Linked DNA regions of Callithrix jacchus: region 2 is linked to region 1. The links are chromatin contacts, called in public Hi-C maps. All regions are on one chromosome and are shown on one strand. The core of a region is the stretch at or near the end of the contact, and the rest is flanking DNA. Distances in the headings are between cores, read along the strand shown.

Region 1 (4,152 bases), core at 688-3,187:
CCCAGGTGGGCACGGGATTGGAAGACAGTTCCCAACAGAGAGAAATGGCGGCAGCAGCAGCTTTCCAAATACTGTTTACTTCACTAAAACCTGGAGCCAGGCGGGGAAAAGGTACGCCAGTGTCTGAGACACCAAGCCTAGGAGTGCACGTTGACAACGGCGACATAGAGGGCCAAGGTGCTGAGGGCCAGCAGCCCCGTTACCACTGCCCGGGCCAGCAGGGCTGTCCAGCTGCCCAGCGAGCAGAGGTGGACAAAGGTCCTGCAGGGAAAATGTCACAATGAGGGAGGGAGAATAGAATAGATAACCCATCCCCCTCTGGACCCAGCCACAAACCCCACCCAGCTCACTCCATAACAAAGGTCTTGTAGACACTAAGGAACATCAGCAGGAGGACAGCCGGCCGGAAGGTGTGGTACAGATCATAGCGTGTTATCATCCAGACCTGGGCAGACGCGACAATGTAATGGACCTGGAGGGAGGCAGAAAGTCGGGGCCAGGCCTCAGGGAGGACTATGGCCACCAGCAGAAATGTGTGTAGGCAAGAGCAGGACTGCGTACCAGACTGATGTTGGAGTCTATGCTCATCTGGATGTATTTCCAGTCAAACTCAATGCCCCGGGCTCCAACCCATAAGGGAATGCAGCTGAGGAAGGCAAAGGATGGGATTCTCTAGTACCCAGACACCCTCAGCACCAGCCCTCCAGCACCCCCATGGAACCCAGGTGTCCCTTCTCAGGGGTCTGGGCTCCAGGCTGCTGCACGCACCGGGACATAATAAGTTCGGCCGTGGCCCAGCCTAGGGCAGCAACCATGATCTTGTACTCCCCCTTGCCGGCATTCCGGGACATGACAAGGTTTAGGCCTATCAGGTCGGCCACATCCACGCTGGCCTTCATGAACTCCTGAGGGTCAGGTTGAAGCTTAAGTAAGCACAGGAGACAGGGAGGCCCACCCCACTCCTGCACTCCCTCCCCTTCCCCGGCCCCTCTCACCCCAATGAAGTCATAGATGCCGCCTTCCCAGGTGGGAAAGAAGGTGGCCAAGAACAGCATCTGAGAACAGAAAGCAGAAAGAGGTCACTTCAAGGTGAGAGGATCACGATCAACCACGTGGGTTTTGTGGGAAATTCGTTTGCACAAGGAGAGCAGGACAGGTTCCGGGGGCCCATCTGGAAGAGGAACCACCAGATGATGGCAAGATTACAGGCATGGGAGAGATAGAAGATAGGTCCCTGGGTCCTCGAGGGGGCTGGAAGTTTAAGTTCTGGGTGATCACAGGGCATCTGAGTCAGTGCTGCTCCTTCGGCAGTGTTAGCAGCACGTGGGGAATCAGTGAACACTCTTAACTGCACCAAAAAACCCTCTTAGCCAAGCACACTACTGAGGTTTTCTCAATTTTACTAAGTGCTACGCGAGAGTTGTTTCTACGCCTCTTTTCAGGTCGTGCTCTCTTTAAAGTCCATCATCTCCAGGTATCCCGACACCATCCCATTGCGGAGTCCCGAGGGCGGTCCCACCATCGGGGATACGCAACGGGGGCGGGTCCCTGGGTCTGCAGAGCCTAGGGGCCAGACACGTGGGGTCTCGACGGCCCTCACCTTGCAGAGCTGCACAAAGAGGTAGGTGACTCCAGCCTGGACGCATTTCCAGAAGGCGTTATATTCTGACCTGGAGAAGCGGGCGGTGAGGGTCGGCCCGGGCCCCGCACCCTCTCCACCCCGCGCCCTTCCCGCACTCACAGGCCGCTGCACTTGTAGGTGATGAAGTAAGGGAAGTAGGCGAGAGCGAAGCAGTTCCCGAAGTGAAACAGGGTCATGACGCCGGCCGCCCTGTCCCGCCCGCGCGGGGATAGCGAGGCGGCGTCTCCCGGAGCGGGTCTCCTGCTCCGCCGGCGCTTCTGCAGCAGCCAGGGCCTGGAGCCTACCTGACTAGCCGTGGCTCGCGCGCGGCCTTCTGGGAGCCGTAGTCCCGGCGCGGGGCGTCGCGCCCAGTGACGTCAGAGCGCTCTTGGGCGACGCTGGTTCAAAGCGCTCCCGGCCCAGCGCTGTGGGGAGCGACTTTCGGCCGTGCGGGGTTTGCCCGGCTGCCACTGCCGTCCCAGTCTCCCGAAGTGGAACCCGGCTTGGAGTAGAGCGCGACCCCTTGCCGGTGGGCGCAGGCGATCGAGTAAGTGTGGGGCGGGCCTTAAACCCGAATCAGAACCCGCCGTAACCGGCTGCAGAGATGCGGGACGCAACTGTGAGCACTGTTCTTTATTTCACCATGGCCTCAGCGGCGTGGGGCGCCCACCCCGGGTGCCCTTCCTCCCCCGGAGAGCCAGAGAGCCAGATCCTGAAACGGGAGGCACAGGTTCCGGCCGTGGCCCCTGGGAGGGAAAGAAAGGACCTTCCCGCTTCACTTGTCTTGGCTAAACATGTGGCGGAGGAGATCGACCACCCGGTGACTGTAGCCATATTCGTTGTCGTACCTGTGGAGGAGGGGTCGGGAGGTTCAAGGGGGTCCCTTCCGACCACCCCTTAGTTCCCCTCCTACTGAGTCTCCAGCCCTTTCCCCCTTACCACGAAATGAGCTTCACGAAATTGTCATTGAGCGCAATGCCAGCCTTAGCATCGAAGATGGACGAGTGGGTATCACCGAGGAAGTCCGTAGAGACGACCTGAGCGTCCGAATTTCAAAGATAAGTGTGCGCGGCAGAGCAAGGACCTCCAGGAGCTCAGGCCCGACTCTTAGGCACATTGTCCATCCATGCATTCATCAACAATATGTGATGTAGCCCTACGGTGTCCAGTCTCTAGGACAGGGTATGACGAAGGCAGATGGGTGCTCTGTCGGGGTCTGGCCAGTGGGCACAGGTCACAAACACCCTCATGCTGTACCCATACATCCCTTTCCTAGGCACAATGCAGGCATTTGGAATGGGCCAGCACGGAGGGGCTCTCTGAGCAGGGTCTGGATGACTAGGATGATCTGGCTGGCTCCGGCCCTCAGCACAAGTGTCTCAGGTGGAAGGAGCTTCAGGAACGGAGGACCTGAGGGTTTTAGCCCTAGTGTCATGAAAGGCCACAGGAGTGTTTTCACTCCTGAAAACATTTATAATATGATTCCATCAAAACGAACCATCCTGGTGACTGTGGGAAAGTGGACCTGCAGGAATGAATGCAGGGAGACAGCACCAAGGTGGACGTGTAGGGGTCCACCATGACCACGACATCCACTTCTCACAGAGAAGGTACCTGGTCATGGCCTGGCTTCATGGGAGTATTGAAAAAAATGGCAGCTGTTACCTTCTGTTCACTAAGCATATATTAGTCACCTGCTGTATCCCATGTTGGAGTCACAAAAGTGAAAACACAGCCCCTAAATCCCTGTTTTCTTGGATTGCACACGCCACTGGGGCCAACAGTGAGTATAAAATGAAATTTCTGGTGAGGAATAGGCCCACAAAAAGAACATCTTTTGAGGGGTGCTTTGCTGAAGAGGGAGATTGAAGTAGAGACTTGGAGGAAGTGAGGACAGACTGTGTGACCCCTTGGGGGGCAAACATTCCATACGGAAGGAATGCTAAGTGCAAAGGCCCTGAGGCAGGGAGGTCTCCCTTTCCGCCTTGCAGTTTCTGTGTTGACACATTGAGAGCAGCTCCCTGGCAAGTGGAAATCATGTCCCCTGCCCAGAGGGTTCTTCCCAGGGTCTCCCCCACTCAGCACCTACCTCATCCTCGGTGTAGCCAAGTATGCCAGCCATGGGCCCCTTGGCTGCTGCTTTTACAGCCTCCTTGATGGCTGAGTAGGGGGCTGGCTGGGCGAGGCGGCAGGTCAGGTCAACGACAGACACATCCGGGGTTGGTACCCGGAACGCCATCCCGGTCAGCTTCCTGGAGAATCCCCCATGAGGGGCAGGAGTCAGAACTTAGGGACAGCACCCTCCATTTCCCCTTAAGGACTGAGAGCCAGTCCAGTTCTCCCGGGGTGTGCCCCACCCTGGTTGCAGCTTCTGGTCCTCATACCCTTTGAGTGCTGGGATTACTTTGGTCACGGCTTTGGCAGCCCCAGTGGAGGCTGGGATGATGTTCTGGTGGGCACCCCGCCCATCTCGCCAGGCCTTCCTTGATGGCCCGTCCACCGTCTTCTGGGTGGCTGTGTAGGAATGGACT
Region 2 (4,152 bases), core at 774-3,273, 130 kb before region 1:
CCTGCAGGGGCCTGCTGGCCTTCCTGGGGGCCGTCCCCGAGACCGGCGGGGGGTGGAGGGCTCACACGTCCGGTTCCGGGGTGCTGGGGGTGCCTGGGCCCGCCGGAGAAGTTCAGTCAGTGCCTGCACCATCCGTTCTGTGCCTTCCTCACCCCGTTTCCGGGCAGGGGTCTTTGGGGGGGTAGGAGCCACATCTGCTAGGCGAGGAGGAGGAAGGGGGGTCGTCTTATGCTTGCGACCCCGACCTCGGGGCGCTCGACCTAAAAGGAGAATAGGTGTGGGGAGATGGATCAAGCCGGCCCTGCAGACCAAGGAAGGCGCTCCAAGAGGGCAGGGACTAAGTCTTGCTTGTGTGTTTCCCCCACTGCCCAGCCTAGCTTGGACTCTGAACACAGAACACACTCGGCAACTGACAGAGACTAGCTGAACAGGGAAGAGCTGACATGAAGGGCGAGGATAAATTCCTGTGACGCTACAGAGGTGGAGTTCCCCCGTCACTCACCTCGCTGGGATCGGAGCGCAGAGCGCAGGGAACTGGGGGCCACATCTTCATCTGAATGAAAACCCTGAAACTCCTGATTTAGGGGACCAGGGGTGGAGGGGAGAAACAGCAGTCAGTGCCAAAGCCCCAGTCCACCTCAGGTATCAAGGAATATCCCCAGTTCCCACTTAGCATACCCATTCTTATTTTAAAAGATTGAAAAAGGCTCAAAGGTCAAGGGAAGTAGAGGACAGGGTCTCTCCCTAGGGCTGCAGGCGCTAGGTATTTCCAACCCCGATTCCCCAATGCCGGACCAGCACAGCCAAAGCCATGGTTCACTGGCCCAGGAGAGAAGACAGGGTCTCCTCTGGGAAGGCAGCAGGCCCCTAACTCATATTCCAACTCAGGCCAAAGCGGGACCTCCACAGACAGCCTGTTGGGGCACAACTTCTTTCTGAATTAAATTGGGAACAGGGGTCCGCAAGTGGAGGGGCAGGGAGAGCATCAGATGCCTTTCGCACAGGCTCCACTGAGAGCCCTCAGGTGGTTATTAACCGTCTTGGGTAACGAAACCCCCACCTTCCTGCCTGTTCTGAAAGGCTGGGGAGAAATCCTGAGCTGAGCTCTGACCTGCCAGAGTGCCCAGTCCCAGTCCTGGCCTTCATCCCACTCCTGTTCAACCCGAGCCCCAAGAGGATGCCCTCCGCCACTCCACCTGAGATGCCAAGAGGAAGTGGGCCCTGGAGAAACCAAGAGGTTGCGAGGCCCGGCGGGGCGGCCCACAGGTAAGAGCCCAGACAGCTCCAGTCCGTTCGCCAAGGCCACGCTGCTGCTGTCAACCACCACTGGCTGGAGATGCAGTACCCACTGCCTCCTCGCCCAAACCCCCACTGCCCTAGCTTTGCCAGCTGCCGAAAAGCATCGGCCCAAGACACTTCAACAGGACCGGCATCGGGCGCGAGTGCCCGGCTGCAGCCGGGGCTTCTCTACCCACTTCCAGAGGCCCTTTCCCCCGGAAGCTGCATGCAGCCTCCCTCCCTCCGTGCCTCGTCCCTCCGAAGGAACCCTGAGAACCCGGCCTGCCCACACCGCCCCCGGGGCAACCCAGACCCCTGGAAGCCCCGGCCTCCGCCCCACCCGGCGCGGGGGACGCCTCCGACCGCCTCACCTCCTCGTCGGATTCCCCGTCACTGCTCTCCTCTTCCAGCAAGCAGCCCCGGCTCGAGCCCCAGCCCCGGCCCCGACCCCGGCCCCGGCCCCGCTGGACCCGCGGGCCGGCCCACAGGCGGCGGAGCCGGCGCAGGCCCCGGCGGAGCCCCAGCAAACGGAGCAGGGCCGTGTCCTCCCCAGGCTCGGCTCCGCCCGGCCCCGTCGCGCCACCGCCGCGCCGCAGAGCTACCCGCACTCTTTCGGCTCCGTTGCCCCGTCCGCCGCGGCCCCCGCCCCCGCCGGCGCCCCGCGGCCGGCCTGGGAAGCGGCCCCGCGCGGAGCCAGGCCCGGGGCAACTGCCGCCGCCCGCCGCCGCCGCCATCTTGGCACCGTGAGAGGGCCCGGGGAGGCGGGGGGAGGGGCGGCCCGTGCGCAGGGGCGGGGGGAGGGGAGAGAGCGGGGGCGGGGCGGGGCGGCCGCGGCGCACGACAACAACCAGCGCCGCCGCTGGGCCGCCGGGGGCCGGAGGCCGGGACGGCCACGCGCGGGGCACCACGGGAGCGGGAGTCCGCGGCCGGCCGGCGCCCTCGGACCGCACCTGGGGAGCACAGACCCCGCGTCGCGGCCGCAGAGGGGCGAGCCGCAGGGGACTCCGGGAAATGTAGTCCGGACGCCTCGCTGCTTCCTCCAGCAGCCAGGGCGCGAGGGCAGGGACTGCGGGGGTTCCCAGCCAGGACCCGGAAAGCGGGTTGCTTGCCTCCGGGAGGTGTGGTCCTCGCCCCAGGCTCCTCCCATTGTTCTTGGCTAGGCTGGCGGCCCGCGTGGACTACCACTCCCAGGGTGCCGCGGTCTCGGGCCCCGAGATCCCGAGGCCCTGGGAAATGCAGTTCGCGGCTGCTGGAGGCGTGGGCTGGAGAAGGAGCGGTGGAAAGCACAGTCTCGGTTCCAGGAGCGACCCGGCGACGGTTCGGCACGGCGTGGACGGAAGACGCCGGAGAGGCCGCGGTCTCGGGGTCAGTGTGCTCCAGGAGAGTAAGCGGGTGGCCGAGAGCAAGGTCGGAGCACGCGTTCCTCTCCCACCCTGGGCCGAGTGCGCCCAGATCAGACTCCTCACGCCGTGGATTGCAGTGGAAAGGGCGAGTGACTTGCGGTCGCACAACCCCCACCAGCCCAGGACCTGCCGCAAGGTGGGTACCCGGACACCGAGCCCTCACGGCCGGCTGCCTCCGGGGCAGGACGGGGCGCCTTGGGGATGGAGGAAGTGTCTACTCCGCTGGACCACCAGAGGCCGCTACAGGACAAGGGGGCGTGGGCGGGGGTGTGCACAGACTAAACTCGGCTTTCTAGTCCTGAAGGGAGAACACAGGAAACTCTTTATTATGCTGATGCGATCGGCAATCCTCCTACTGTTAACCTTCGCTCCTGCACACTTCAGTGCCCTCACCCTGTAGGGCTCGCTGGCCTGGGCTTCTGCGACCCGCGATCGTCCGGGAGAGGGCACTCGGCGCCCTTTCTGGAGCGGAATTTGCTAGGCCGCTGTAGCAGCGGTGCCAGGTCAGAAGCCGAGCCGGCCGGCTTTTCGTTAATTGGACTCTTGGCTAAGACGCTACAGATACCCTGTCAGGTGGTGGAGGAAGGGGTACAACAGAGAGAGGTCGAGGGCCGGGACGGTCTCGAGGAGGAGTAGAGGAAGGTGGAGCGGATGGTCCATCCGGGCGGGAGTTGGCTAGGCGAGTGGCCGCGCATGTGCGCTTGCATGGAGGCCAGGCTGGGACAGCCGGCCCCGCACAGGGGGCAGCGGTACGGAGCAGCCCCGTGCGTCCGCAGGTGCTTGGTCATGGCCGAGAAGTCCCGGGAGCGCTGAGGACAAAGGCTACAGGAGAAGGGCTTCTCTCCTAGGGGTGAAGGGGAAGCCGGTCAAGGAAGGAAGAAGGGGACAAAAGCTGGCCAAGTTAGGGGGTACATCGGGCCACGGGAAGAGGGGATTGCGCAGGAACTGGGCACGCAGGAGGGAAGTCCGGAGCGGAGTTGGAAAGAAAGCCGATAGTTCACACAGGGTAGGGTCCCCATACCTGTGTGGACTCGGTAGTGCGTCTCCATCTGATGCTTGAGTGAAAACCTCTTTCCACAGACAGAGCACGCATAGGGCCGAGATCGAGCAGGAGGGGCCCGGGGAAGGTGCGGGCGAGGTGGGTAGCCTGCCTTGCCCTCATCACCTGCACAGGTTGCAAGCACACCTGTGGGGACAGAGAAGGCAAAGGAGGGCAGGGCCAGGGACCCAGCGCCAAATCACTGTACCATTCAGGCAAGACATCAAGGGCTACAGTGGGGCTGAGGCGCGAGTTCCTCTACCCAACTCACCTGTGTGCTCCTGATCAGACTCTTCCACCTCCCCAGGGCTGAGCTGTGTGGGGCCCTGGGGGAGGGAACCTAGAGGGAACAGAGGGAGGTAGGTGGGGGCCCTGCTCAGGCTGGACTCCTGGGCCCCACCCCAGAGAAGAGACCATGTTGCACGTGTATGC

What was found. Hi-C and Micro-C count contacts between places; a contact is called where the count stands out from the background.
Region 2: a Hi-C map of skeletal muscle shows a contact between it and region 1, with 4 times the contacts expected there. The contact joins the promoter of KMT2B here to the promoter of TMEM147 in region 1. A contact is called at or near these places in 2 of 3 Hi-C or Micro-C datasets (both in skeletal muscle).

The regions. Positions count from the first base shown.
Region 1 is chr22:31,770,143-31,774,294 of calJac240_pri, reverse strand. TMEM147 (transmembrane protein 147) reads right to left here and starts at 1,937. Exons shown (of 6, transcript XM_008987747.5): 1 at 1,742-1,937; 2 at 996-1,055; 3 at 769-905; 4 at 562-646; 5 at 351-472; 6 at 1-261. The coding sequence starts at 1,055. The coding sequence ends at 138. GAPDHS (glyceraldehyde-3-phosphate dehydrogenase, spermatogenic) reads right to left here. Exons shown (of 11, transcript XM_035283868.3): 8 at 4,006-4,152; 9 at 3,711-3,873; 10 at 2,561-2,658; 11 at 2,025-2,469. The coding sequence ends at 2,397. It overlaps LOC144580727 (a long non-coding RNA gene), which reads left to right and starts at 955. Exons shown (of 2, transcript XR_013530744.1): 1 at 955-1,089; 2 at 1,443-4,152.
Region 2 is chr22:31,899,901-31,904,052 of calJac240_pri, reverse strand. It overlaps KMT2B (lysine methyltransferase 2B), which reads right to left and starts at 2,023. Exons shown (of 36, transcript XR_013530745.1): 1 at 1,650-2,023; 2 at 503-575; 3 at 1-260. It overlaps ZBTB32 (zinc finger and BTB domain containing 32), which reads right to left. Exons shown (of 6, transcript XM_035286411.3): 4 at 3,992-4,060; 5 at 3,703-3,867; 6 at 2,971-3,525. The coding sequence ends at 3,251.